Linked DNA regions of Hordeum vulgare: region 2 is linked to region 1. Evidence: chromatin contacts called from public Hi-C data. All regions are on one chromosome and are shown on one strand. The core of a region is the stretch at or near the end of the contact, and the rest is flanking DNA. Distances in the headings are between cores, read along the strand shown. Region 1 holds the start of LOC123447546. Region 2 holds the start of LOC123447547 (phytochrome A type 3).

What was found. A called contact is a pair of places that touch in the nucleus more often than the background predicts.
Region 2: a Hi-C map of leaf shows a contact between it and region 1, with 5 times the contacts expected there. The contact joins the promoter of LOC123447547 here to the promoter of LOC123447546 in region 1. A contact is called at or near these places in 5 of 6 Hi-C or Micro-C datasets (leaf and seedling) and 1 of 1 datasets of contacts at active chromatin or transcription factors (embryo).

What each region holds. Positions count from the first base shown.
Region 1 is chr4H:20,799,651-20,802,905 of MorexV3_pseudomolecules_assembly, reverse strand. It overlaps LOC123447546, which reads left to right and starts at 1,583. Exons shown (of 7, transcript XM_045124152.1): 1 at 1,583-3,249. The coding sequence starts at 2,235.
Region 2 is chr4H:20,928,853-20,932,107 of MorexV3_pseudomolecules_assembly, reverse strand. LOC123447547 (phytochrome A type 3) reads left to right here and starts at 1,494. Exons shown (of 6, transcript XM_045124155.1): 1 at 1,494-1,653; 2 at 3,249-3,255.

The DNA of each region.
Region 1 (3,255 bases), core at 334-2,833:
AACCGTTACCAGCGTAAAGAAGATGCCAATTGAAGTAAATAAGGTGCCAGAAAGAAGGATACTCATTCATGGAGCTAAGTGTGTGGTCATCACCCCTTCCACCTTGAATATACCCCTCGAGCGCCAACAACTTCATCACACCCACCGTAACCCGACAGAAGGCACCACCGCCAGTATCACGATGCTTTGTCTTCATACTCACACAGGCTAAAACACCCGCTGGCAACAGAAAAAGGGTGCGACAAAAGGAGGCGACTTTACGCGTATCGTAGAGAGTTCGGATAGTAACAAAGAGCATGGTGCCGCCGCTCTACCACACGGAACGTGACCTACCTAGCCAAGCCATGAAATCCACATAGACGTCACTTTCTGCCGCGAAAGGGCTTCTATCTCCTATTCGCCACGTCTCGACTTTTCTTCGGAGGAAGGACTCAATCTTTTTCCCTCTAGAGCTTCATGTGGAATCCCAACATCTTAGATGCAAACCCAAAAGATAGAAAGAAAAAAAAAACCAGCCATCCGCGACACTTTCTCGCGCAAGGGCCTATATTTTCATTTTGGGAAACGTTTCTGGCCGGTGCGTCGGCCGAACCGTTCAGCCGGCCGCACACGACCCGCTGATTAGGCATGCAGCATTTTTTTCGTCTAAATTGCTGCAACCACCATCATATTTGCTACAAGCGTTTTTTTTTGCTATATTTTGTCCAGTAAAAAAGCTGGATATACGTTTGGTTGCAACTCCAGTTCGTTGGATTTTTCGTTACAATCGGTGTTTTTACTTTTGCTACAATCGTGTTAATTTTTGCTACAACCGGCATCATTTTTTGCTGCAACCGTTTACTAAAAAAGTTGCATCCACGTTCACGTAGATATTTGTTACAACCGGCGTTTGACTTTTGCTACCACGCACCATCAACTTCTTTTTTTGTTACGATCACTTAGATATTTTTTTGCTATAAATTTTGTTCTTGTTGCAACCGATGAAAAAATTTCTGCATCGCGTCGAAACTTTGCTGCATTGTGAAAAAAAATGTTGCATGAAGATCTAACGGTACGGACGCGCGGCAGTTGGCGGATCGTGCCGCGCGCGGGCGCAGAGCACCGGCCTTTTATTTTCCTAGTTTCCTTTTTTTGCGGATCTTAGGTTTTATTTTCCCTTTCCCTGTGTAGAACCTTTAATTGGAATTGCAACGGGAAAACTTTTATTTCGACCCAACCTTTTTGATCAGTATATCTATGTGTGTTTCATGCTCATATAGGAGTAGAACTTTGCATGGAACCTGAATGTAGGCGCACATTCCTCGTCACTTTATACATACTTGTAGACGGGGAAAAAAAGCGCACATCTTGTAGGAGTAGTTGTATGTAACCTCTAGCCTAGATGGGGTATAGGGCATCCAAGACGAGATGCACTTTACAGCGAGATACCTGGGACAGGATGGGATGGGATTCCCTTTTGCTTAGGGCAATCCAATTGCGAGGCCAATGAAAGCGCCGAACGGTCACTCTCGCCCCGCCCGGACCGATTTCGTTTTGAACGGCCGCCCACAAACACACACACGCAAGGGAGAGAGGGGGGAAAAAATTAGGATTCTTTTACTTATTTATCGCCATCCATCCATCATCTCCCCAGAAATCCCTCCTCGATTCGATTCCCCACCCCGGATCGACCACACCACACCGCACCGCAGCCGGCACGGAGCGAGGAAAAAAACCATTTCTTTTCCGCACCACCACCACCACTGCGAATATGCTGCCCCCAGCCGCGCCGGCCGCCCCCTGATCCCCAATGCCCCCGCGCCGCCGCCGATCCGCCCCGCCTCCCGCTTCCTCCTAGCCCTCTCCCTCCCTCCCTCCTCCGCCCCGCCGCTCCCGCCCGCTCGCGGCGGACGGGCTGGGGGCCGAGGGGACGGCTAGGGTTTTCCTCCCGCGATTCGAGCGCCGCCGGGCTCCCGCGGGTTCGTGCTTCCTCCCTCGCCCGCTCGCTCTGCGGAGCGGCGCCTGCGGTTCCGCGTCGCCCTAGAGGGATTGGCCGGCCCCTTGCTCCACTCCTCGCTGCCGCGGGAGCAGAGCGCGGCTCCGGGGAGGAGCTCCGCGGGCTCGATTCGCGGGCGCATTCCGCGGCCTCGCGAGCCTGAAGCTTCGGTTCGGCCGGCCCCGGGCCCCGGAAAGCGCGGCCTTTTAAGCTTCCCAGCGCCTCCCGCCGGGTCTCGCTGCGGGTGCCGGAGGGAACCATGGCGGAGAACATCGATCTGGTGCTGGAGTTCCTCAAGAAGAACCGGTTCGCCAAGGCCGAGGCCGCGCTCCGCGGGGAGCTCAGCGCCACCAACGGCCAGAGGCGCGCGGCCGAGCCGCCCAAGGAGGAGGACGAGCAGGAGGGCGGCTCCACCGCGGGGCCGAGGGGCGCCGCCTCTTCCGTGAGGAGCGCCGACTCGTCGAGGGAGTTCATCGTCAAGGAGATTGACGTGGGAGGCCTGGCGAACGGATCTGATGGGAAGAAGGGGCTCGGGATTGGCCTGCCTCTCGAGAGCAACAACACGGGGGATCTGTATCCGTGGAATTTCAGCATTGCCAACAGCACCGTGGAGCAGCTGGCCGAGCTTCTCGTGTCCGAGGAGGTGCCGCGGCATCGCCGCACATCGGTAGCTGAGAAGAGGGACCGGGGCGTCGGGACCGAGCAGCCTGGTCCGGTGCTGGAGCAGAAGGTGTCGTTTGGAAGAGGGAAGGGGAAGGTTGACACCGCGGGGAGAAGTGAGGTCCATGAACCAGGCCATTCGAGTGACAAGAATCTGGTTCCAGAAAAGGAGGAACCCTTGAATGGCTATGCAGTCAAGACAGTGCTTCCATTTCCTACTGAAATCCCGTCGTCTAGCTACCATACTACTCACCAGGATGGAAATGACAGGAAAGATACGAAGAAGAGCGTCAATGCCGATGGTTCTGGAAAACCAGCAAAGAGGCAGCCGCCTGATGAGGGCAACAGGCAGTATTACTCAGGGAAGTCCCAGAGTAATGTGGATCACGTCGCTGACCGTTGCTTCGACCTGCAGCTCATGGGAAATAGCCAACGCGAAGAGTTTCCAAAGTTGCCTCCTGTGCGGCTCAAGTCTGAGGATAAGCTTGTTAACATGAACTGGGAGGAGAAGATCGATCATCATGGATCTGGATTCAACGACCCTAGTACTGACCATGTCTTTATGATTGGCTCTTATCTTAATGTTCCCATTGGGCAGGACATTACATCATCAGGTATGT
Region 2 (3,255 bases), core at 245-2,744, 130 kb before region 1:
GGATTCTGAGACTAAGGGGTCCTTGGGCCACTGGCCTATCTCTACGGGCCGGACTCATGGGCCGTTCTACGATTATCATTGAAGGGCCGGACTATAAGGTGACGTCGTGTTTAGGATGGAAACTTGTGAAGTCTTGACATGTACTCCAAGTCAAGATGATGATATCAGCATGTTTATTCTTGGATGTAACCCACCATATGTAACCCTAGGAATCCCTGGTGTCTATATAAATCAAAGGGTTTTGGTTCGTAGAGGACATCGACATAACCATTATCTAGGGTTTAGTCTAACTGATCTCGTGGTAAATCGACTGTGTAATCATCATACATTCATCAATATAATCGAGGAGGGCGTAGGATTTTACCTCTTCGAGAGGGCCCGAACCTGGGTAAATACTGTCCCCATGTTTCCTGTTACCCATTGATCCAATTTCCATAGCTCGGGACCCCCTACCCGAGATCTGCCGATTTTGACACCCACATGAAGCCTGAGTGTATATGCTTGGAGAGTAGCACAGATTGAGAAGCTCGTTACAGTTGGTATAAACTTTTCGTGACATATACTGTTTTCCTCTCCTCCCTGGCGGCTGGAAGCCTCGAACCCTAGCCGCTGTCAGGAGAGGCCAATCTTTCAGCACCGTTCTCCGGCGGCTCCCCTCCGCCCACGACCAGGGGGTCACCGGATTCACGAGTGTGGATCGTTTTTAATCCCTCGTGGTCTAGGTTTTAGGTTGTTCATCGTTTTGGCTTCGGCGGTGACGATGACGGCGTTGAATAAAGATTCTTCGGATCCTTCCCCGACGAGGCCATCGGACCTATGGTTCGGGATGGATTTGGAAACCAGTATGTCCACGCAAGGATGGCGTGATGGCGATGGCGTCCTCGTGGAGGACCTGTGTCCTCGGACTCCGCCATTGCAACGGTGTTTTCTCCGACGTCGGCGTGGAGCTTGATAGGTAGTCGAGGAGTAGATGCAGATTGTAGTCTAGATGGAGGACATCTGGAAGACGGGACATGTGCTGGGTTCGTGGTTCGTGGATGGCAGGTATGATTTTCTCCTTCAACGTCTTAGTCGTGGTGGGGTGCCAGATCTAAAGTTCGATGACGTGTTCGGGATGTTGCATCGGTCTGATTCGTTCATTGGCAATGGCTTAACTTTTGGTGAGCCGCCTTGGAGGTCCGTAAAACTGCATATCAGCGATGGAGTCGCGTCAAGTTCGAGTGAAAAGGTGATCCATCATTTTTTTCGGATGGCTAATGTAATGATGCCGGAGACACGTGACGGACGTTGGTGTCAAGATCAGACTTTTCAGTGTTACCGTATTCACTTATGATATGAACGATCTCGCGTACCATCTGCAGTCCCACAACGGGTTAACCGCCGATGGGAGGCAGGTGAAGTTAGTTTAATCAAGTCGAGACGGAAAGGCTGCGGGCAATTAATCGTCGACAGGTCCCGTCGCTCTCCCATCGGCGCCGGTCATGGGCGGAGCAAGGGTCGGCGCGCCACGCCACGCCGCCACTACCAGTATTTATTTGCTTCACGTCCACCATCCACGGCCACGGGCCTCACTCCCCGCCCACTCCACCAGCCCACTCCTCCCCTCCACCACGGCCCCGCCACCTCTCCATTGCCGCCGGCGCCGGGCAGCAGGTACCCTCCCCTCTAACCTCCTCCCATCTTCCGCCTGCGTGTATGTATGCTTGGAACTTGGATGTAGAGGTTTCTTCCCTGTTGACTCTGGACGCGTGATGGTGATTCCAGAATCTAATTTGATCCCGGGAAGTTAGAGGGCGACGTCCCTGCTCTGTTTCCGGTGATCAGGGCTCAGCGCCGTACTGCCACACAGCATGAATTTGTGGCGCTGGGGAGAGGTTGAGAGAGCCACGTTCCTGCTCCGCAGTAGTAGTGTTGCAAGTGTGGGGATTCAGAAATCAGAATCCCCTTTCTAGTTGACCAGCGAAAGCAGAGCATCTCTCTGCTCAGCTGATTTGGGACTGAGAGAGGTCTTCTGGTGCTGGCGTTCGTTCCAGTTACAGACTTTCCGAGCGCCGGGTGGTCCTTGATTTCTCTCCATCCATGTGCCATGTCAAATGTCACCGGAATGACAGGAACCGCCGAGCGGTTCGTCGATCCCGGAGGGCGCTTTGCCGAGGCAGAGACCCTCGTAATCTGTTTGCTTGGTTGTTTGCGGTGATCGATACCTCGATGGTAGTGGCGTGCTGATTTTTTGTTGTTCGATTCATCATGTAGGTTCCTCCTGAATGTTATCTTGTGGTTGTAGGTTCGGTTGCCTTTGCCTTTTTCTGAAACTTTTTAAGCTTTCAGTCTTGCACTATGAAACCAGGAGGTTTTGGACGCCGGGAGCACAAAAACTCAAAGTCTACACCCCTGCTAGAAATATAGAGCATGTGAAATGGAACCATGATCCGGAAAACGCATATTACTGGAAGTACCAACAAGGGTTGCTCATGCCTTGCTAGAGTGTTTTTTCTTCTGAATTTTGGCATGGGGGTATTCCGTATTGTTGAAATAATACAAGTACACTCTTCGCAAAAACAAAAAAAGAGAGAAGAGAAATAATGCAAGTTTCTTCTTTCTAAAAGGGGATAACCCCGGCCTCTCCATCAAGAGAAATAATACAAGTACACGACAGAAAGGCCAGAACTAACCTTCCCAATACTATGGCCACATTCTTTTTCTCCAGATGAGATAATTGACTCTCCTATATAAGAAATTATTCCAACTGTTATTCTACTCCCTCTGTAAACTTTTGTAAGACGTTTTAGGTCACTACTAGGAGGTGCTTTTTATTAAGCCATACATTTTGTTTGGAAAAAGGATCATCGGGTTACCGTAATGTTGAGAAGAGTGAACCTGACCCAGCTAAATCACAGCCGACTGATCGCTTTGAAAATCTTCAAGTGATGAATAGGATAGGTTGCACCAAAGCAGATACAAACTAGCGAGCTCCTTCCCTATGGTTAGCGTGGGAAGTCTCTTTACAAGCTTTTTGGGTTTTCAGGAGATGTGGTACTTTATGGATCTTTATTCTTCTATTCTACTGCCTGTAAAATTTGTTCACGTTACTGAAACCAGGAAAAGAAACACATCTTTAGTAGCACTAAGCAAATATATTTAGCCATTATGATCATCTCTGTTTTTTTTTGCAAGCTGCTAATGGTTTACCGTGCTCTTATATTTTACTGATTAGTGTTTTCCGCTTCTCATTTATTGATGTCCAGCAGGAGTGAC